6 separate regions of the Mus musculus genome follow, and regions 1, 2, 4, 5 and 6 are each linked to region 3. A link is a contact called in public HiChIP or PLAC-seq and promoter capture Hi-C data. All regions are on one chromosome and are shown on one strand. The core of a region is the stretch at or near the end of the contact, and the rest is flanking DNA. Distances in the headings are between cores, read along the strand shown. Region 1 holds the start of Tab1 (TGF-beta activated kinase 1/MAP3K7 binding protein 1). Region 2 holds the start of Tst (thiosulfate sulfurtransferase, mitochondrial). Region 3 holds the start of Pla2g6 (phospholipase A2, group VI). Region 4 holds the start of Cbx7 (chromobox 7). Region 5 holds the start of Card10 (caspase recruitment domain family, member 10). Region 6 holds the start of Pdgfb (platelet derived growth factor, B polypeptide).

The links. HiChIP or PLAC-seq counts read pairs in DNA pulled down with a chosen protein or histone mark. Capture Hi-C pulls out chosen DNA fragments and counts their contacts.
Region 1: an H3K27ac HiChIP or PLAC-seq map of extraembryonic endoderm stem cells shows a contact between it and region 3, with 5 times the contacts expected there. The contact joins the promoter of Tab1 here to the promoter of Pla2g6 in region 3. A contact is called at or near these places in 3 of 39 promoter capture datasets (the C10 cell line, liver and pre-B cells) and 1 of 115 datasets of contacts at active chromatin or transcription factors (extraembryonic endoderm stem cells).
Region 2: a FOXA1 HiChIP or PLAC-seq map of pancreatic cancer cells shows a contact between it and region 3. The contact joins the promoter of Tst here to the promoter of Pla2g6 in region 3. A contact is called at or near these places in 2 of 39 promoter capture datasets (erythroid cells and liver), 1 of 484 Hi-C or Micro-C datasets (the G1E-ER4 cell line) and 1 of 115 datasets of contacts at active chromatin or transcription factors (pancreatic cancer cells).
Region 4: a FOXA1 HiChIP or PLAC-seq map of pancreatic cancer cells shows a contact between it and region 3. The contact joins the promoter of Cbx7 here to the promoter of Pla2g6 in region 3. A contact is called at or near these places in 2 of 115 datasets of contacts at active chromatin or transcription factors (double positive thymocytes and pancreatic cancer cells).
Region 5: a FOXA1 HiChIP or PLAC-seq map of pancreatic cancer cells shows a contact between it and region 3. The contact joins the promoter of Card10 here to the promoter of Pla2g6 in region 3. A contact is called at or near these places in 1 of 115 datasets of contacts at active chromatin or transcription factors (pancreatic cancer cells) and 2 of 9 other capture datasets (adipose tissue and pancreatic islet).
Region 6: a promoter capture Hi-C map of pancreatic islet shows a contact between it and region 3. The contact joins the promoter of Pdgfb here to the promoter of Pla2g6 in region 3. A contact is called at or near these places in 2 of 115 datasets of contacts at active chromatin or transcription factors (double positive thymocytes and pancreatic cancer cells) and 1 of 9 other capture datasets (pancreatic islet).

The regions. Positions count from the first base shown.
Region 1 is chr15:80,131,133-80,134,539 of GRCm38.p6, reverse strand. It overlaps Tab1 (TGF-beta activated kinase 1/MAP3K7 binding protein 1), which reads right to left and starts at 1,394. Exons shown (of 11, transcript NM_025609.3): 1 at 1,352-1,394. The coding sequence starts at 1,384. The region is part of intron 1 of Gm31253 (a long non-coding RNA gene); the gene reads left to right.
Region 2 is chr15:78,404,250-78,407,651 of GRCm38.p6, reverse strand. Tst (thiosulfate sulfurtransferase, mitochondrial) reads left to right here and starts at 1,787. Exons shown (of 2, transcript NM_009437.5): 1 at 1,787-2,413. The coding sequence starts at 1,819. Mpst (mercaptopyruvate sulfurtransferase) reads right to left here and starts at 940. Exons shown (of 3, transcript NM_001162493.1): 1 at 908-940.
Region 3 is chr15:79,327,119-79,330,114 of GRCm38.p6, reverse strand. Pla2g6 (phospholipase A2, group VI) reads left to right here and starts at 1,744. Exons shown (of 17, transcript NM_001199023.1): 1 at 1,744-2,480.
Region 4 is chr15:79,931,181-79,934,317 of GRCm38.p6, reverse strand. Cbx7 (chromobox 7) reads left to right here and starts at 1,672. Exons shown (of 7, transcript NM_144811.3): 1 at 1,672-1,870. The coding sequence starts at 1,802.
Region 5 is chr15:78,801,672-78,805,034 of GRCm38.p6, reverse strand. It overlaps Card10 (caspase recruitment domain family, member 10), which reads left to right and starts at 1,993. Exons shown (of 21, transcript NM_130859.2): 1 at 1,993-2,180; 2 at 2,403-2,654; 3 at 3,265-3,363. The coding sequence starts at 2,051.
Region 6 is chr15:80,013,198-80,016,621 of GRCm38.p6, reverse strand. Pdgfb (platelet derived growth factor, B polypeptide) reads left to right here and starts at 1,645. Exons shown (of 7, transcript NM_011057.4): 1 at 1,645-2,686. The coding sequence starts at 2,624.

The DNA.
Region 1 (3,407 bases), core at 145-2,644, 800 kb before region 3:
GCCGGCCCTCCCTCCCCCTTTTTAAAGTCCGCCAGCATACACAGAGAACACATTCTCTGTGTGCTGGGAAAAGCCTACACTCTGCCCTAACTGGTGTTCTTTGGGTCCCATCACAAGGAAGAGACAGAAGATACTTGACCCAGTCGACCTTTCTCTTGTTAGCAAGCCAACTCAGTCGGCATCAGTCACTATTTTTTTCCCAGCCCCTCTTTCTCTCAAGGTCACAATCATATCAGTGTTCCCCAGACGCTTTCTACAATGGGGACATTTATACAAGGGCCTTGCCCTCTGGGACCTTACAAAACAGAGAGCCAGACCTCTTTACTCCCAGGGTTTTACAAAAGGCCCGAGCAGGCACACAATAGTGAAGGGAAAGCCATCTCTCTCTTCCCCCACGTCTCCCTCTGGCTTCAGATCCTCTAGGCCAGGCAAGCTACTTCCCCCCACCCTTGAAAAGCCAAGACCTAGTTCCTGACCAATTTCCTCATTCTGTGACAGACACTGACCAAGCACCTAGCATGCAAGGGTGGTAGGGTGGTGAAGTCAACATGCTAAGAGGCGCTGGTCTTCAAGGAAGCAGACATCCAGAGGCAACTCCTACAGAGTGCCACGGTAAGGAAGGCCAAGGGATCCCCGCCCTGTCCTGGCAGATCCAAACAGTACTCTGAGCTAACATACATACATGTGTAACTGCACATATGTGAGAAAGATGCAGGGACGGGTAGACTACATCAAACCGTGGAGGTCCAGATGACCAGGTCGGGGTGCCTGGAGCCAACCTTCAACGGGACCCGGTGAACTGGGAGGCAGAAGTAAAACCCTACGCCCTCACTTGAGGAGCCTAAACCTTAGGGGTGTTTCTGGAACCAGACTATTTTAATCCTGCCTCTGCCTCTGCCGCTCACCAGCTGCCTGACCTCGGTTTCCTCGTCTGTAAAAACTTTTAGTCGCTAACTATTCTCCGGTGCTGCTGGCGAAGCTTATAAACGCGAGGCGGTCCACACAATGCCAGAGATACAGCACGCCTTACACAAGCGGGGGGCTATTTATTATTAGTCGTGTCCACGCTCCGGATGGCCCGCTCGGCGGCGCCACGTCCCCTTCCGGCTCGAGGACGCTCCCACTCCGCAGGACCCCGGCGCCCTTGACCCCCTAGAGGCCCCAGCCTGCGACGCGCACGCGCAGAACAGGCGCGGCGCCAGCCGGCTGTGGGTCTCGCGCGCTGCAAGCCCCCAAAGGCCTCTGGGGCGAGAGGGCCATGCTCTGCCATCTAAAGACAACAGTTCCTGCACCCGAGGACACACCCGAGCTCCCAACCCTCCCAGCCCGGAGAGCGGGTCGGTTTCCTCACACTCTGGAGCAGGCTCCTCCTCTGCGCCGCCATCTTGGAGGACCCCGCGGCGCGCCAGGCTCTCGGAGTGGCGGGATGAGGGGCTAGAGCGGCTCGGGCTGCCGCGGAGCTTATCCACAGCGCCCCCGGCGGAGCGGAGGAGGCGCAGCAGAGGCGCCTTGAGCAAGCGCGGCTCTTGCCCCCACCCCACCCCCAACCCCATCAGCCTACTTTCTTCGACTTTCTTGTTTCCTGGGGTCTTTATGGGTGTGCTTTCTCCCGGATTTTTTTTTCACCCCGATGGAGATCCTGAGATCCTATTTAAAGCGGCTTAGCGAGGAGGGAGCAAGAGAGAACGAATGATTCAGTTTACAAGAGTAGTGGGTGACTGACTGCCTGATCTTATAATGGAGGCCACCCCAATGCCAAACTAGCTGAAGTTAGATTTGGAGAAGACTGCAATTCCGAGTAGTTGTAAATTCTCAGAAGTTAAATTTATGGACGGTAACATGGGAGTGTAGTGTTAGCTGGCAATGTAATTGCAGGCCACTTGGCGTGACTGGCCAGTGCCCAAAGGAAGAGTCTGTTTGTTCTAGAAGCACGGTGCGGAAGCTCGATTTGGAGAGTCACAACTGTAATCCCAGAGTTTAGGAGACTGAGGCAGGGGGATTATAAATTTGAGTCCTGTAATCCCATCCCTTAAGAAGAGACAGGAGGAGCCGAGCGTGGTGACACACGCCTTTAATCCCAGCACTTGGGAGGCAGAGGCAGGCGGATTTCTGGTCTACAGAGTGAGTTCCAGGACAGCCAGGGCTATACAGAGAAACCCTGTCTTGAAAAAAAAAAACAAAAACAACAACAAGAAGAGACAGGAGGACCAGAAGTTTGATACCAGCATGGACTACTATATGACACCCTGTTTCATTAAATGAATAAATAATCCAGTATCAATTTTTTTAAAAGATTTGTGTATTTATGTATGAGTACACTATAACTGTCTTCACACACCAGATCCCATAGGTCCCATTAGAAACGGTTGTGAGGCACCATGTGGCTGTTGGGATTTGAACTCGGGACTTCTGGAAGAGCAGTCAGTGCTCTTAGCCGATGAGCCATCTCTCCAGCCCCCCAGTATCAAGCATTTTATTAAAGCAACAGGAAATGGCCTAAGACAGTGCTGATGGGCCAGTGTGGTGGCACATGCCTTTAATCCCAGCACTTAGGAGTCAGAGGCAGGCGAATTTCTGAGTTCGGGGCTAGCCTGGTCTACAGAGTGAATTCCAGGACAGCCAGGGCAACACAGAGAAACCCTGTCTCGAGAAAACAACAACAATAAAAAGACAGTGCTGATGGGAAGAAGTGTGTCAAAGATCCCTGCAGATTTTTTTTTGCAGGCTCAGGTAGGTTTATGGAGCAAGAGAAAGGTGTGAGTTCCACGTTAGCATGCTGAGTTTGGTGTGGTTCTGAGATGAGACGTTGTCAAGTCAGTAGGGGGGCTAGAGCTCAGAACACAAGCTGAGCATGCAAAGACATCACAGATGGAGCAGCTGAAGGGGCGGGATGGGGGGAGTGGACAGGGTCCAAGGGAGACGGTGCAAGGACACGAGCAACAGCGGGAGGCCTTTTGGAAAGATTTGATTGGCACATAACTGGATTCTATTTAGAGGCTCTGAGCTGAGGCTCTTCAGGTGGAAGACATATCCCTCATGGGGTGTGTGAGCAGAAGACAGGTTGGGAGGAGACACAGACACCTGAAGAGTAGAGGTTCTACAGAGGAATAGAAGACTGAAAGGGATCACAGGATTGGACGGTTTTTGTTTTCTTTCTTTTTGTTTCGATTTTATTTTGTTTTTTGAGACAGTGTTTCTCTGTGGAGCCCTGGCTGTCTTGGAACTCACTCTGTAGACCAGGCTGGCTTCTAATTGAGAGATCCACCTGCCTCTGCCTATCCAGTGCTGGGATTAAAAGTGTGCACTACTACACTCAGCTTTTCTGTTCGCTAGTTTGTTTTGATCCTGGGTTTTCTTACAGTTTAGCAAATGCTTGCGACATCAAATTGGTTTAAGGTCCCAGCAGA
Region 2 (3,402 bases), core at 538-3,037, 920 kb after region 3:
AGTATGCTGGGAAAATGCTAGACAGTGAATTTTTGCAACACACTGTGACAGTATTTCAGGGTAGGATAGATGCTCAAAAAAACAGGGAGGGGAGTTCAAGAGAAAAGCATTCCAGGGGAACAGAATAGACTAGAGAGGGGGTGTACAGCTGGTTTGCAGGAGCCATGCTCTATTTCCAGATATCTTGCTTATTGGGATTTATATAAATTTACAATGAAGTGGTAAAAACTGAAGCCCAAGACGACAACGACGACTACTACTACTACTAAGCATAAGGCTTCAAGGATGGACAGGTAAACCGAGGCAGCTCCCACCACTTTGGGCTTCAGGTGAGAAATTAGTCCCTTTTCCACTACGTGCCTTGGCACCTCCTGGCTCTACCTGTTTCTCCTGTTGGGAGTTCAGCTCAATCCGGCAGGGTCGTGAAGGCACTCGGCAAGGCGGGCTTCATAAATGCTAGTTTTATTTTTATTCCGTTCTGTTACTTTCTCCTCTTGGGGCATGCTAGATCTCCTCACCACAGCTCCTCTGAATTGCTTTGTTTATTCTCTTGCTCCCCCCCCCCAACTTTCTCAGGAGGCATCAGGTCTTTCCAAACCCCATCCACTCACTGCTACCCACCTGTCTCTTATCCCACACCAACCCACAGACGGCCACAAGCAGCCACGGACAGTCTTCCTAAGGCAAATTAGAGGCGCCCTGGAAACTCTTCTCTCATAGACTGCATCCCCTCCTCCACTCCCGCGTGATACCACGCTATGCACCCCCGGAGAAGCACCCTCTCTCACAGAAAAGCAAGTAGGACGCGTTGGGTAGCAGATACCAGGGATTTGCGCTCCCCGTTTCCCAGCTCCGCCATGTCACCCCCTCCCCACGCCCTCAGAGGTTCCCTCCTTCCGCCACCAACCTGCGGCCAGCCAAAGGGAGGAGACTTGGGCACAGCCCACTGTTTGGGCCACTCCGAGACGTTGCACCTTCCATTTCCCGTACTGCGGGGGACGCAGGCGCCATGAAGCCGGGTTGCGCGCTGCCCCAGTGTCACCTCGAGCTTCAAATAGCCCCCTTTATGTATGAGAAGTATTATACGAGGAGGGGCAAACAAGACTCCCGTGCGAAGACGCAGAAGCTGTTCGGAATCCCGACTGTCTACGAGAGAGGTTTCTCTCCTCACCCCCATGGGAGGCGGTACAATGGTGCGGGCCACTTGAGAACCCTCCCGGCTCCTGGTTTGAACCCTCCAGCTTCTTCGGAGCGCAAGGGCGAGTGCCAGCCCAGCTACTTTTGCGACTGAGTGCAGCGAGCCGCCCAGGATGGAGCCGCTAGCTGGGTCCTGGCGAAAGCAGGGCAGAGTGCCTGGAGCCCTTTCACCGGAATTGGACATTCTAGAAGCCAGAGAACTCTGGCTGCAAGAAACGAAAGCAGAAGGGTAATCAGTGCGCCCGGAGAGGCGACTGGAAGGCCATCTCTGACTTGTGTTTGTTTTTCCCATTCTTGAAGACAGAGTCCTGAGCCAGCCCCTCCCACCAATTTGCTGCTATAGTAATGCACCGAAGCTCTTAGCCACGCCCACCTGCCCTCCTAGGCACCAGAAAGGGAGGGCGCCGGGGAAGTGGGAGGGGTGGAGCAGGCTTTCCCTAGGGAATGTGCCAACCTCTCCCACTGTGAGTCTGGCTCTGAGTGTAGTTACGATTGCACGCTGGGAAAATGTAGTGGGAGCAACAGCCCCGCCCCCTGGGCTCCGCCCACCGCACTCAGCCCTCTCAGGCCTGTCTCTTTCCTGGTTCCCAACCGCGCCAGGTGACTCGCAGAACTGACACTATGGTACATCAGGTGCTCTACCGGGCGCTGGTATCCACCAAGTGGCTGGCGGAATCCATTCGGTCTGGCCGCCTGGGGCCCAGCCTTCGGGTGCTGGACGCGTCTTGGTACTCACCCGGGACCCGCCAGGCACGCAAAGAGTACCAGGAGCGACACGTGCCTGGCGCGTCCTTCTTTGATATAGAGGAATGCCGGGACACGACTTCGCCTTATGAGATGATGCTGCCCAGTGAGGCCCACTTTGGGGACTATGTGGGCAACCTGGGCATAAGCAACGACACACATGTGGTGGTATACGATGGAGATGACCTGGGCAGCTTCTATGCACCCAGAGTCTGGTGGATGTTTCGTGTGTTTGGCCACCGCACAGTGTCAGTGCTCAATGGTGGCTTCCGGAACTGGCTGAAGGAGGGCCACCCGGTGACATCTGAGCCCTCGAGGCCAGAGCCAGCCGTTTTCAAAGCCACACTGAATCTCTCCCTGCTCAAGACCTATGAGCAGGTCCTAGAGAATCTCCAGTCTAAAAGGTTCCAGCTGGTGGACTCTCGGGCCCAAGGACGGTACCTGGGCACACAACCGGAGCCGGATATAGTAGGTAGGTGTTCCAGTGGCCCTTGGGAGGATTGCACAACAAAAGGATGGGGAATCAAAAAACCCCTGGATCCCTCAGGCCCTCTAGGTAGACTTGTCTTTCCATCTGTAAAATGGGAGGGTACGGCCAACCTTGAAGTCTTTTATAGCGCTCATACATGGGGGCCCTGTGTGCCATAGCCGGGTGCTAACAAGCTGCCCCTATTAGGTGACTGGGGTCCTGTCCATCCATGGTCCACTTCCAGGCACCAGCGCTCCCACATGCAGTAGATGTACGAAAAGGTGTTCTCTCCACAAGCAGTCATTTGTATGGCTGCACAGAGGTCTACAAATCTCTTCCCACTCTCTCCATCCCAGAAGCCCTTTCAAATATCAACAAGGCCCTTCTGAGCTCTTCTGGGACCCTGGCTAGTGTCTGTGAAAGGCACCTCAGTTCATAACCTCAGCAAGTGGCTGCGACCTGTCTGTTACAGCAGCTATCAGCCAGGGAAATGGACGGGATGAAATACCTGACTTAGATGAAGCACTGGGGGATTGTTACTTGGTCAGTTAAGTGGTAGAATCTGGATTTGAACCTGGTATCATTTTGTTTTAACCCAGGGTTCGAAATCCAGATATAAATCCATTCAGTCCCACCACCATTTCCTAGGGTTCAGGGGCTCCTCCTGTGCTAGGTATTCCTGGAAAGATGGCCCCTTGGGTCCCCTTTGGTATGTGTGAGAAAGCCTGAAGAAGTCTGTATAGTTTAGGAGTCAGGAAAAAATAAACTCAGGAGATGAAATGCTGCTTTCTAGAGGCGCCTGACCAGAGGCAACCCCAAGTTTTGGCCCACCTCACCTCTCTCTCTCTCTCTCTCTCTCTCTCTCTCTCTCTCTCTCTCTCTCTCTCTGCCTCCCTCATCAGTAAGACTTAACTCCAGGATACATTTTGCCTAACTTGTTTCAAAATGTTGCCTAAAAAGTTTCAAAACTTGCCTACAAAGTTTCAAAAACT
Region 3 (2,996 bases), core at 495-2,994:
CGCTAGGCCCCTAGCTCAAGGCTCATTTAAGAAAGTAAAGGTTCGGGGCTGGAGAGATGGCTCAGCGGTTAAGGACACTGACTCCGCTTCCAGAGGTCCTGAGTTCAATTCCCAGCAACCACATGGTGGCTCACAACCATCTGTAATGAGATTTGATGCCCTCTTCTGGTGTGTCTTATGTCAGCTACAGTGTACTCATGTATATTAAATAAATAATTCCTTTAAAAAAAAAAAAAAAAAAAAAAAAGAAAGTAAAGGTTCAACCGAAGCTGGTAGACTGGAGATGGGGAAGAGAGCAGCTTAGTCCAAAGTAAATGAGTCACCAAACCCAGGCTCCTGGCTATTCTCCAGCAGTCCTTAAAATCAGCATTACCAACCATGTATTTATTCACTATTTATTTATTTATTTATTTATTTATTTATTTATTTATCTATTTACCTATCTATCTATCTATCTATCTATTTATTTATTTATTTATGGTATGAGTGCTCTGTGTGCATGTATGCCTGCATGCCAGGAGAGGGCACTAGATCCCATTACAGATGGTTGAGAGCTACCATGTGGTTGCTGGAATTGAACTCAGGACCTCTGGAAGAACAGCCAGTGGTCTTAACCGAGGAACCATCTCACCAGCCCCCGCGTTATTCACTTTAATTCCATCTATTGGAATTCCATGATAGTTAGGCATGAGGTCTGAGTCTTCTCAGTGACAATCACCTATTCCCAGACGCAACCGCAGCTACTTCTCAGCCTCACAGAGGTCATTCAAGTAAAATCCTACTAAAAGTGCTAAGATTCCTCCAGACATCCATTCATTTATTTATTGAGAGACAGAGTGCCAGGTTGGGATTCAACTGAACTAGTTGTGGCTGGGTTTGAACTCCTGATCCAGCATCCAAATGTTGAGATTGTACGTGTGCAATAACCACACCCAGAATTGCCTGGCATCTTGAGGTAGAGTTGGTAGGCAACAAATACAGTTTTATCACTTGCCACTAGGCTTGTTCGGGGGCTGGTTAGATACCTCAGTAGGAAAAGTGCTTGTGAAGTTGTCACAATGATCTGAGTTCGATACCCAGCACCCACGGAAAAAGGTAAATGTTTTAAACTTCAAAGCTGGGAAAGAGGAAACAAGAAGCCTCCTGGAGTTCCATAGCCAGCTAGGCTAACCCAGTGGGGGAGCTCCAGATTCAGTGGGAGACCCTATCTCAAAAAAAAAAAAAAAAAAAAAAAAAAAAAAAAAAAGCTTGTGGCACACACCAGGCAATCTGAGTTCATAGCCAGCTTGGTCTACAGAAACCCTATGTTGGCCACCACCCACCACACATATGCGCGCGCGTATTACCTCCCTCCCCACCTGAAAGTTTTTTTTATTTTGTCTTATTTCAACCTAACCGTTAATTCCATATTTTTATTTGCAATTTGGTTTGGGAGAACCTGGCAACATCAAAGCAGGCTCTTCCCGGTTATATCCTGTGGCTTTATTGATTTTCTTTCTTATTATCTTCATGTGTTGCCAGAAACAGAAAAGTTCAGAGTCCGAGCCACCCTGGATTCCTTGAGGTCGAAGGGAGCCGGGAACAGCCTCCTGCCCTTTATCAACACGTCAGCCAAACTGCCCTCACGAGAAACTTCCGCCCGCCCGAGGCATGGCCCCCATCAGCCACGCAGAATTGGCTTCAGTCAGAAGCCCGACCGCCCCCTGGCAACAGAAGCGGCTTCCATTGGGCAGTTATAGAAGATGGCGGCGCCTGACCGCGTGCGAGGTCCACGCTTGGGGTCGGGGCCACAGCCTGCCTGCGGCATGGGCTCGGTGGATTGGTGGAGAGCCGTAGTGTCGTCACGTGGGCGGGGCGCGTCAGTTTGCGGAAGTAGGAGGGCTGAGAAGTGCTGAGTAAGCCGAGGTGAGTGACGGCGCGGCGGGGGCGGGGCCTGACGGCCCTTTCCCAAACCTCCTGGTGCCCCTGTCTTGAATGTCGTCACCTGGACCCTGCTTAGGACCGGCCTCGTGTCTGCGACTCTGAGGCATGTCCTCCGTTAACTCCTATCTGGCCTCCTTGAGTGCTCCCGGCTTCTGTCCTTTCATCCCCTGGCGTCCCCAACTCCCATCCGGTGACCGCATTCTTCTCCGTTGCCGCCCTCAGTTTCCCAACTTCCAAAATCAACCCTTCTCCCAATTCATTGCCCGACTTTCACCCTGGACTGTCCACTGTCCCCAGCTCCTCTCTCTGCGCTTCTGAGTGCTCCTGGTTTTCTGCCTCATTGCCCGATTTCCCCCACGCCACCTGCTTCCTGCGTCCGTCCCTTTGTGCCCAACCCCTGAGCCCCCATTTCTAACTCCCTGCTTATCTTCTCTTGTGCCTCCGGTTTCCATTTGCTCCCCCGTGTGTTTTTCCCAGTTCTCTAGCCTCCAATCCTGGGTTCACCTCCAGCTCCCTCCGATGACCTGGAAGCTGGCGACTAGGAGCCTGTGACCCAGGTGACTGTGACTAGGGATTTGGGTGTGAGTGCGACTGGGAGGGCACAAGGGTTTATGGATCTCTGCCTGTATTTTTAATGGGCAGTTCACATGATCGCAAACAAATACCAATCCTTCCTCTAAAGTTCCCCCACCTGCCCTCTTGCCAGCCCGACAGGATTGGGCAGGTTTGGTTTGGCCTCGTTGAAGCTCCACCCTTAGACTAGTGCAGTGTTTTGTTCTGGTCTCTGCCTTCACGTGGTTCTGGAGCTTGGAGGCCATGCTCTGTTCTTGTCTGTTTTCTCACTGTGCCAGATAGGACTGAATTTTCTGCCCACATTAGTGACTGCCACGAGGCTCAGTATTTGAATGAGAAGATGTAGAAGACAAGGCTTGGTGACCAGTGTGGCCCTGTACAAGCTCCCTGCTTTGCTGTTGTTTCATAGGCAGGATGGAAAGGGCTGGGGGATAGGGAGAGAGAGGACCAAAGGGAGAGCATTCCCCTTTGTTCATGTTTTCAGTGTTTATTAATCACCC
Region 4 (3,137 bases), core at 423-2,922, 600 kb before region 3:
GTCTTGTTCTTGGGTTGGAATTCCCCTTAGGGATAGGGGAATTTCTAGGGTCTGTATTCGTAAATATCTTCATTGTACATTTGTTCTTAGTAGATGTTTCCATGGAATATTATAGTTCTCGGATGGTGGTAATTTTCTCTGGGGACAGGGACATGTCATCCCCTGCCTTCTGGCTTCCTTTGCACTTGATTTGAAAAAAAAAAAAAAAAAGCTCAGGTGCCAATGTAACATTCTTTTTCTCTTTTTTTTCTTCGCCAGACATAGGTGCTTAGAGTTTATTCTAAGAATAGGGAACCCCAGAATGCTTCTAAGCACTGAGTGACTCGGTCGGGTCTGGTGGTAGAAAGCGCACTGCGATCACTGGGCCCCGTGGGGGAGGGGATTGTTGCTAAGAATCCAGGCTGTGGGGGGTGGTGATGTTGAGGGGGAAGCCCTGAGTCTCCTCCAGAAGGTCAGAACAGCAGGAATTAGGAGGAAATGGGAGGAGTTGGGGACGACTCGGACCTGTCCTCAACAATGCCGAAAACTGAAAAGGCTTGGTGCTGGCTCCGGGGTGAGGACTTTTTTCCTTCCACATTTAGTTGAGGCAAACGGTCAGCAAACCAAGGGCGAGGTGGAAAAACCACTGGAGTCCAGGCTGTTGTGGGATCTGCAGACGGCAAAAGTGGGTCTCCACCTGCGACGAGGTGTTAGCAGCGCCTAGCCTGGTCCCTCAGGGAAGGGCGCTCGCGGTGCGTTTTCGCATCACCTACTAAGACTGGTTTGGGTTGATGGGTGGAAGCGTGCTTGGAGCGGGGGACTCAGAGGCACCTGTTCAGGCCTGCTTAGACTACGTACTCCGGGTGGAAAGCTTTGCTGTCTGTCCCTCCTGCCGCGCGGACCCGGCCGGACCTTGTCTCCTTTGTAGGAAAGGAAACTGGCTGTCCTAAAATTCACTGTTTTGAACAAAGTGGCCTCGAACTCATAATGATATGCCTGGCTCTACCTCCCGAGTGCTGGGATTAAAGGCATAAAGTACTACCTCCAACTTTAAAGGTTTTGTCTTATTTCTGAATAAATACTTATGTGTATGAGTGGTTGTTAGCCTGCGTGTACGTATGTGCACACTGTGTATGAGTACATCAGAGGATAGTATGGAATTCCATGGAGCCACAGTTGTGAACCATAATGTTGGAGGTGGGAACCAACCCAGGTCCTCTGAAAGAGCAGAAGTGCTATCTCTCCAATCCTTGTTTCAATGTATTTATTTGTGACAGGGTCTTACATAGCTAAGGTTGGCCTTGAACTCCTGATCTTCCTGCCTCAGCTGTCTAAATACTGAGATTACTTGCTTGCTAATCTCGGCTTTAAGGCCACTTCATTTCGGACCTTCTCAGTCTTTAGGGGGACTTGGGAAGACTGATCACGTCCAGCCCAGAAGCCGAACTGAGAGATGGGATGGACCTTAGACTGCCAGGAGCATCAGACCTGCTGCCAGCTGCCCAATTTGGTCAGCAGGCGGGGTTAAGGAGTAGGGCGTGGCTCCGGCAGCGAGGGGGCGGAGCTGACCCTCTGGGCGCTTTCAGAGGCACGCGCGCGCGCACCCGCTCTCTGGCGCTGGGGAAAACGTTGCGCAGGTTCAAAAATGGAACGTCGGCGGCGTGAGGGAACACTAGGGGGTGTGCGCGCGTGCGCGTGCGCGCCCGGACGAGCCTGACGGGGTCCCCGCCGTCCCGAGCATCGCGCGCAGCCGCCGCGGCCCCGCAGCTCCACCCCCGGCCCAGCCCGGTCCGGTCCTGGGCCCACTCGCCCGCCGCCCCGCATGGAGCTGTCAGCCATAGGCGAGCAGGTGTTTGCGGTGGAGAGCATCCGGAAGAAGCGCGTGCGGAAGGTGAGGCTGCTCGGGGGCGGCTCCCGGGACAGGGCGAGGTTGCCTCCCGCTCCTCAGCACCGCCCACTCCAGGTTGGGCAGAGCAGAAAGTGGTGCAGGGGTGACCTGGGGACCCTGGGCTGCCTGGCGGGTCTCCACATCCTGTTCCTCACTTTCCCCACCACTATGTAGGGCCAGTAGAGTTAAAGTTGTTGCCCTCGGATGTTGGTGCATCCGAGGCCACCTGGGATGGAGATGAAGATAGGACTAGAGATCCTGAGTTCTATTCCGTCTCGTTCCCTTTACGCTCACTTTCGAGGAGACTAAAGCTCAAGTTGATGAAGCAACTTGCCAGTGCGTTAGAGTCAAAGTGAGTCTCGAACTCGGCTCTCTGGATATTTAGTACCAAGTCCTTTGAAGTTGGCCGCAGAGCTTTAGGAAAGTCTCCTGTGGCCTCTGAAGTTTTCTTATTGGACTTTGACCTTCCCGATCCCAACCCCCCAGGGCACACCTTTCTTCTCCGCTCCCATTCCTCCCCTCCCCCAACCTTCCAGCCGGGTGCTGCTGCCCTGAAGCCTGGGCCACTGTTGTTGGGACATCCTCAAAGCTCCTCCCACCTCTGCCAAGGCCTTACACTTACACACACACACACACACACACACACACACACACACACACACACACACACACACACACACCCTGAGATTTAAGGAGGTGGTTTTGCCGCGCTTAGGGCCGCACACCTCAACCTGCAGTTTCCTGTCCAGACCTCAAGTCTGCGATCTTTGTGCACGTGCTTGCTGATGGGCTCTTCCCAGAGTGAACTTGGAGCTGGCCATATGCAATGAAAAGAGTTCCTGTCCTGGATCTAAGGGAGGGTCCCCTCTCCTTTTCTCCTTGCCATCTGTTTCGGAGGCTCCTGAAGCCACCTTTTTTCCATTTGGCTTAAGTGCAGGCATGAGAGTGTCTGCTGTAGCATCCTCAGCACGGGTTCCGGTGGGCCCAAGGTAGGTGGCTTGGAGCTTGGCGATCTATTGATTAGGGCTGCTTTCTTTCCTTGCTGTTTCTCGGTACTAGACTGAAGCGGGTATAGACATCATCTCCTCTAACAAGGAACAGAGAGGTGGGTCAGACAGGGGACTCATTCGCTCAACTCAGCACTCCCAAATCTCTACCGAGGCGGCAGTGTACTCTAGAGCTCAAGGCTCCCTTTTCTCTCTCAGAACTGGCTTTCTGGCAGAGGACAAGGATGCAGGATGAACGAAGGATGCAGGAGAAAGGAAAGGTG
Region 5 (3,363 bases), core at 744-3,243, 530 kb after region 3:
GTGTGTGCCTGTGTGTGTGCGCCTGTGAGTGAGTAAACACGGCATGTGTGTAAGCATGTATGATGTGTTTGTAGCCCTGTATATGTGTGCATCTTGGTGTGTCTGTGACTAGTAATGCATCTGTGTCCACGTGAGTGTGTCTGTGAAACCAAGTGTGTGCCTGGGAGTAAGTGTATGACCACGTGTGCACATGTGAGGTGTTTCAGGATCTCTATAGCTTCTTTAAGAGCAGGCTCTGGGACCTGCTGTGACTCTGTGACACCACGCCCCCCCCCCCCCCCCCCAAAGTCTGTTAGCTTACAAGCTAATTCCTAGTTTCAGTGCCAGATTCCTGGCCCTGGTTTTGCCTCTGATGAGAGAATAATTAACTAAAGACTCATTTTCCAGGGTTTCCTTCCCATTATCCCGGCCAAGAAAAAATATTCACAGGGCTGCGGTAGGGTGGAGCGGCTCTTTGAGGGAGGAGCTGCTCCCTGTGAGAGCCAGAGTCAGGGTATCAGGGTCAGCAGAGGAGAGGCGATCCTTGGGAGGGAGCCTAGTGTGAACCGAGCCTGGGGAGGGGAGAGAGGCCAGGGCGGATCCAGTGTGTGGCAAGTTCTTGCTCTCTCTGGGCCCCTGCTTCCTCCTTTGTAAAGGGATAGGTTTGCATTAGAATTCAGTCCTTTCTACAGAGCTGCTTCTGCAGGTGAACTGGTGATACTCCAAACAAAACCAAGTCAGCAAAAGTCTGTGGTTCTTCAAGGCTGGGAAAGGAACTAGGTTATGTAGGTAAACTAGTTTCTTTACTGCAGGGGCTGTTCAGGGGTTGTGGTCAACCTTGTTTCCTTGGGTGAGTGATGCATCTAATTCGGAAAGTATGGGTGGCTTTGGGGACCTACACATCTTTCCAGATCCTCTGTGTCCTCTTAACCCTGTTCTCGCCACCCCGAGGGCACTTTCCAGTGCCCAGAGAGCTTCTAGCATGTGACTACAGGACCTTATTGTGGGAGTATTAGTCTCCAAGGCAGAAGGGAGTTTTGACGCTGCCTTTTCAAATGTAATTGATTTTAACCACACTCCCTCCCACCCCGCAGGAACGGCCATTTAGAAATGCAAGCATCCTGGTCCCCGTGTGCCATCAACTTGACTCAGGAATGAAAGTGCAGTCAGTCTGGACACTTGCAGGGACTGACTCCCTTCTTTGGAAAGGTGCCCATGACCCCTCCCCTCTGCTGCCCACACAGGCTGTCCTGGGCTTGGTGAAAGATGTGAGCTCTTGGCAGCGTGTTCGGGAACACTGAGACTGTGGAGGGGCAATTGTCCAGGTCACCGGCAGATAAGAGGCCTAGCTGGGAACAGGATGCAAATGAATGCAAAGCTGAGACACACACAGAGAGAGACTCACAGCTGACCGGGGCTTTCAAGTGCCTAGGCACAGGGTGTTTGTGGGAGGGAGAGGCACGTGAGTAGTCTGTCTCCGGTCGAAGTCCTGCTCAACACTTGTAAGGCCATTATCCCAGAACATGGACACGTGTGAAAGTTCTGCTAGCTTCTGAGGCCCTGTCCCACACTTTGCAGATATTTCCTGAAAGACAGATATGTATTATGTGACTTTCAGCAGAGTGAATATACCTACCATGCGAGTTTAAGTGGGAATGATGGGGCTCTGTATATGAGGTCCGAGCCCAGAGCTCGCTAAGTTGGTGTGACCTGTTGACTTCAGGGCGTGTGTGGCTAGTGGAGCGGACACTTGTCGCGTTCAGGGTTCCGGGTGGCCAGCTGCACCGGGAGTCGGGCTTGTAGAGGGTGCAGGCTGGTGTTGTGCTCATGGTGGGGGACAAGGTGAGCAGCAGCGGCGGCAGTGGCCCTGGCGGTGGCGCGCGGGGTGTGGGCGCGCGCGTGGCGGCTCCGCCCCGTCGGGGGCCGGGCAGGTGTGGGAGGGCCGTGCGGACCCCGCCAGGACTGGCCCGGAGAGCCGGCGGGAAACAGGAAGCGGGGGTGGGGGGTGGGGAGGCGCGGCTGGCCCGCAGAGCGGCCGGGAGGACGACCGGAGCGCAGCGGGTCGCGGGCAATGTTGGGTGGCCCGGGAGGCCGCCGGGCTGGGGGCGGAGCCAATGACCCCGAAGGCACCGCCCCGTCGCGCCTCCGGAGCCGTCGGCCGAGCACAGAGCCGGGAGCTCAGGGCAGCTGCAGCGCCCGTGGTGAGTGCGGGGAGGACACGGGCGGGACAGCAGCGTGGGGACGTGAAAGGACGCCGACGGGACGCCCGGGAGGACGCGGGCGTGACCTCTCGGGGACCCGGGAGGGTGCAGGCAGAGCAGCTTGGGATCCCGGGAAGACGGAGCCCGACAGCGCCGGGACCCGCGGGCGACGCCCAGGTGCGGTGACCGCGGCTCCGTGCCCACCGTGCTTGTCGCCCGCAGGCTCGGAGGACGCGGCCATGCAGGGCCGGGCGGACGCGGGCGAGGCTGACGAGGAGGCTGGGGCGGGTTCGGGGTCGGAGGCCGAAGAGGACGCGCTGTGGGAGCGGATCGAGGGCGTCCGGCACCGACTGACGCGCGCCCTGAATCCGGCCAAGCTCACGCCGTATCTGCGCCAGTGCCGCGTCCTGGACGAACAGGACGAGGAGGAGGTGCTCAGCACCTACCGTTTCCCGTGCCGCGCTAACCGTACCGGTGAGCCCGCCGCCAGGGGTTTCCTCTCCCTTCCTAGGCCCGCTCCAGAGCAGACAGCTGGATGTGGTTGCCGGTGCCGATGGCGACCCCTGTGGGATCTTTACTGTGCTCTTTGACCTCTCTGGTTCTCTCTGTCCCATTTGTGTATCCCTTAAAGAATCAGTTTTTCTCAAGAGCTCAAATCCGGGCTCAGTTCTCCGAGGCTCCTCTCCCACTGGGCGTCTTTGTACCAGGACTGTCAGAGGGACTAAAAGTATCAGGGAACTTAAGTCAATGAGAGCATTTTGCCTGGGAAACGCAGGCATCCGATGCCCCCGGGCATGCGTAACGTGTGTGTGTGTGTGTGTGTGTGTGTGTGTGTGTGTGTGTGTGTGTGTGTGTGTGTGTAGGGGTTGCTGGGGACCTGCTCCAGTGCAGGTGCTCTGGGGAGGGTCTGGTGTTCCTAGCCAGGGCAGACTGAGCTTTGCTCCCTGATGTGTTGGGACAGGCCCCGGTGTGTGTCACAGCCCAAAAATCTGGGGAACGTAGGCCCTGGAGCATTGTCGGGGTGGAGAGCAGGGGCACTGGGGGAAGACCTCATCCTGACCCCTGTCACAACCTTTACCCTCAGGGCGCCTCATAGACATTTTACGCTGCCGGGGCAAGAGGGGCTTCGAGGCCTTCCTGGAAGCCCTGGAATTCTACTACCCAGAACACTTCACGCTGCTCA
Region 6 (3,424 bases), core at 396-2,895, 690 kb before region 3:
CTCTTTTGTATGCTTCCTGCCACTCTGTGAGGAGGGCAAACCCCTTTCACTGCATCAAGGTACTGCACGTATCAGTTTAAAACCAAGTTCATGTATATGTGTGTGGTGTGTGTGCATGCCTGCGCGTGTGTTCAGGTGACTGGAAAACCTCCAGTGTCACCCTTAGAAACACTGTCAATGTCTTTTGAGATAGTGTCTCTCATTGGCCTGAAGCTCACAGATTGGTCTAGACTGTCTGGGCGGGCGGCAAGTGCTAGTCTCTACCTTCCCGATGCCTGTTTAGATGAGTTCTGGGACTGGACTCAGCTCCTCTTCTAAGCATTTTACCAAATGGGGGTCTCCCCAGACCCCCAACCCAACCTATGGAGCCCACTGTCACAGAGATGGCAAACATTGCCAGCCCCCTCTCATTTTCCCACGATCCTCTGCAATTCTTCTTCTCCTCCGGTTATGTCTCCGAGTTACAGAAGAGGAAATCAAGGTACCATTGGTGAGCTTAACCTACCTTAGAGGTCACCTGCTCCAGGCTACCTCCCAGCCACTCTGCTAGCTAGTCATTTGGAAAAATGGGGTACCTGGAGCCACGTGTAAAGAGGCCCGAGAGGTTCTTCCTTATCAGTACCACCTCATCCAGGGCCATGAGAGGCAACAGCACCATTCAGTGGATATGGGGATACAGACCAAGTGGAGATGACAGGCAGCAGAAGTGGATGAGGGCAAGGTGCCCTAAAGGCAGGAGGCATTGCAGTGAGCCTGCCGGTCTTGTGGTGGGTGCTGGGCTGGCAAGCGTGCTTGCGTGTGACTGTGTCACTGTGACAGTGTGACTGCTGAAGGCAGGGACACAGCAGTTCCCTGAGCTGGGGGTGGAAGGTGTTAACTGTGAGAGTGCTGGTGTGGGTGGGTAGCCTCTGGGCCTGGAACTGGGTGGGGGGCAGAGAGGGGTAGTAAACACCCTGGTGACTTGAAGGCAGCATCTTGGTGGCAGTCCTTGGGAGGATGGTGCAGGGCTGGGGGTGGGGTGGGTTGAGTGACTTTGCAGTTCAACAGACTCAAATTCAGCTTATGCTGGCATGGCAGCGCATGCTGTGTGCCAGGCGACAAGCAAGGAGAGGCAGACCCAGTTTGTAGCTGAAGGGTTCCCGCTGGCTGTGGGTTTAGAGCTTCAACCTTGGGGCTGGTGTGTGGCTGGATGTTTTCTGATCATTCTGACATTTAATCCACACACTTTGTCCCCCACTTAGAGAATGTAGGGTGAATCACAGAAGGAAAGTGACGTGCCCAAGGTGACCCAGCTATTTAATTAGACTCAATGGAATCTAAGCTGCCAGGTTGCAGATGTCTGGTTCTGGGGTTCAGGGGCCACACTCCTGGCCTTGGTCCTGGCCCTGCAGACAGGCCCCTAAACACTGTGCTAATGGGTGGGGCCGCAGTTCACCTTCAGTTCCTGCCAAGAGGCTAGATTCACAGTCACAGGGGCTGCGTAGTTCTCAGAGACCCCTCAAGCAGCAGTCTTTGCCTGAGGACCTCCCTTGGTTCCTGCCCCCTCCCGGCGCTGACTCCGGGCCAGGAGAGGAAAGGCTGTCTCCACCCACCTCTTGCACTCTCCCTTCTCCTTTATAAAGGCCGGAACAGCTGAAGGGTGGCAACTTCTCCTGCAGCCGGGAGCAGCCTGCCTGCCTCCCCCGCTGCCTCCCTGAGGGCTTCCCTCCGGCCGCCAGCGCCCATCTTTCTCCAGAGAGATATTTTGCGCACACACACATACACACACGCGCAAAAGGGAAAGGAGGAAAAAAAAAAAAAGCCCACCCTCTAGCTTCGTTGCAACGAGAAAGCCGGAGCAGCCGCAGCTCGAAACCCGCAGAGGAAGCCCAGAGTGGCGAGCGAGTGGGTAGATAGACAGACTGACCCGAGCCGCGTCCACCTGTCGGCCCGGACCAGCCCAGCGCGCAGTGGGCGCGCCGCGCTCTCGGAGCAGCCGTGCCCGCCGCTTGGGCCCTGCGCCAGGGCGCACACGCTCCCGCCCCGCCACCCGGCCCGGGCGGGAGTTTGCACCTCTCCCTGCCCGGGTGTTCGGGCCGCCGCTGCAAAGCCAACTTTGGAAAAAGTTTTTTTTTGGAGACTTGGGCTTGGAGGTCCCCAGCTCTGCGCTTTCTGATCTGGGGGTCCGTTCCAGAAAATGTTGCAAAAAAGCTAAGCCAGCAGGCAGAGGAACACGCCTTTAGCGGGCGAGTGAAGACGAACCATCGGCTGCCGTGTTCCTTTTCCTCTCTGAGGTTGGAGTCCCCTGCGCGCCCCCACACGGCTAGACGCCTTGGCTGGTTCGCGACGCAGCCCCCAGACTGTGGATGCTCGCGTGGGCTCGGGATCCGCCCAGGTAGCGGCTTTGGACCCCGGTCCCTTGTCCAGGTCCTCCCCAGCCCCCCAGCGACGGAGCCGGGGCCGGGGGCGGCGGCGCCCGGGGGCCATGCGGGTGAGCCGCGGCGGCGGCTGCAGCGGCCTGATCGCCTGATCGCGGGGGACCCGAGCGGAGCCCACCCTCCTCCCCAGCCCCCAACCCTGGCCGCGGGGGCGGCGCGCTCCGTCTACGCGTCCGGGGCCCCGCGGGGCCGGGCCCGGAGTCGGCATGAATCGCTGCTGGGCGCTCTTCCTTCCTCTCTGCTGCTACCTGCGTCTGGTCAGCGCCGAGGTGAGTTGCGACGGCGGCTAGGGCTGGATCCTTCCCTGGTTGTCCCAGCCCCCACGCCTGGCCGCCCCCTCCTCTCCCTGCAGTGAACTTTGGAGCCTTGCAGCGCGTGAGTCAGGCGCCGGGCACTGGGTGGCCCCAAGGGCTGGGAGGCCAGGTCCGGGGTGCTGGGCTCCTGGGGAGGAGGCAGCGGTGGGTTTCTTTCCAGTGGACCAATCTAGATCCCTAAAGCTTTTAGTGTCCTAGAAGGTGTGTGCTGCCCTGCCCCCTGCCTCAGGAGCTAGAGATCTTAAGCTTCCCGGTTAAGGGGAAAAGGTGAGGTGATATCTAGGGTGTCTAAGGCATCGAGACCTCCTGTGTCCTCCTCAGAACCAGCCTGGGCTTTGGTTCTGCCCAGGACCCGGCCTGCCCTAGAAGTATGTGCCTTCGAACTCAGGATATCCAGAGATCTTTGGCAAGGGTTTTGGTCCCACCCTAGCTTCTGCACTGGTCTAGAGTGGGCACCTTGGGGTCATGCTGGACGATCCAAAAGCACCTTGTATCTTGGCGCAAGGGGTCCAGAGAAAGAGAGACGGAGACACTAGAGAGACAGGCAGACAGACAGACGGTAGGTTCAGACGCTTGGAGTAGAGACAGGACTGGAGGTGGGGCGCGCGCGCGGGGGGGGGGGTGTTGGTCTGAAGGAATCTAGCCCCCGGGGCGGTGTGTGTCTGAGGCCCAGCAGTACCTGCGCCGGCACCC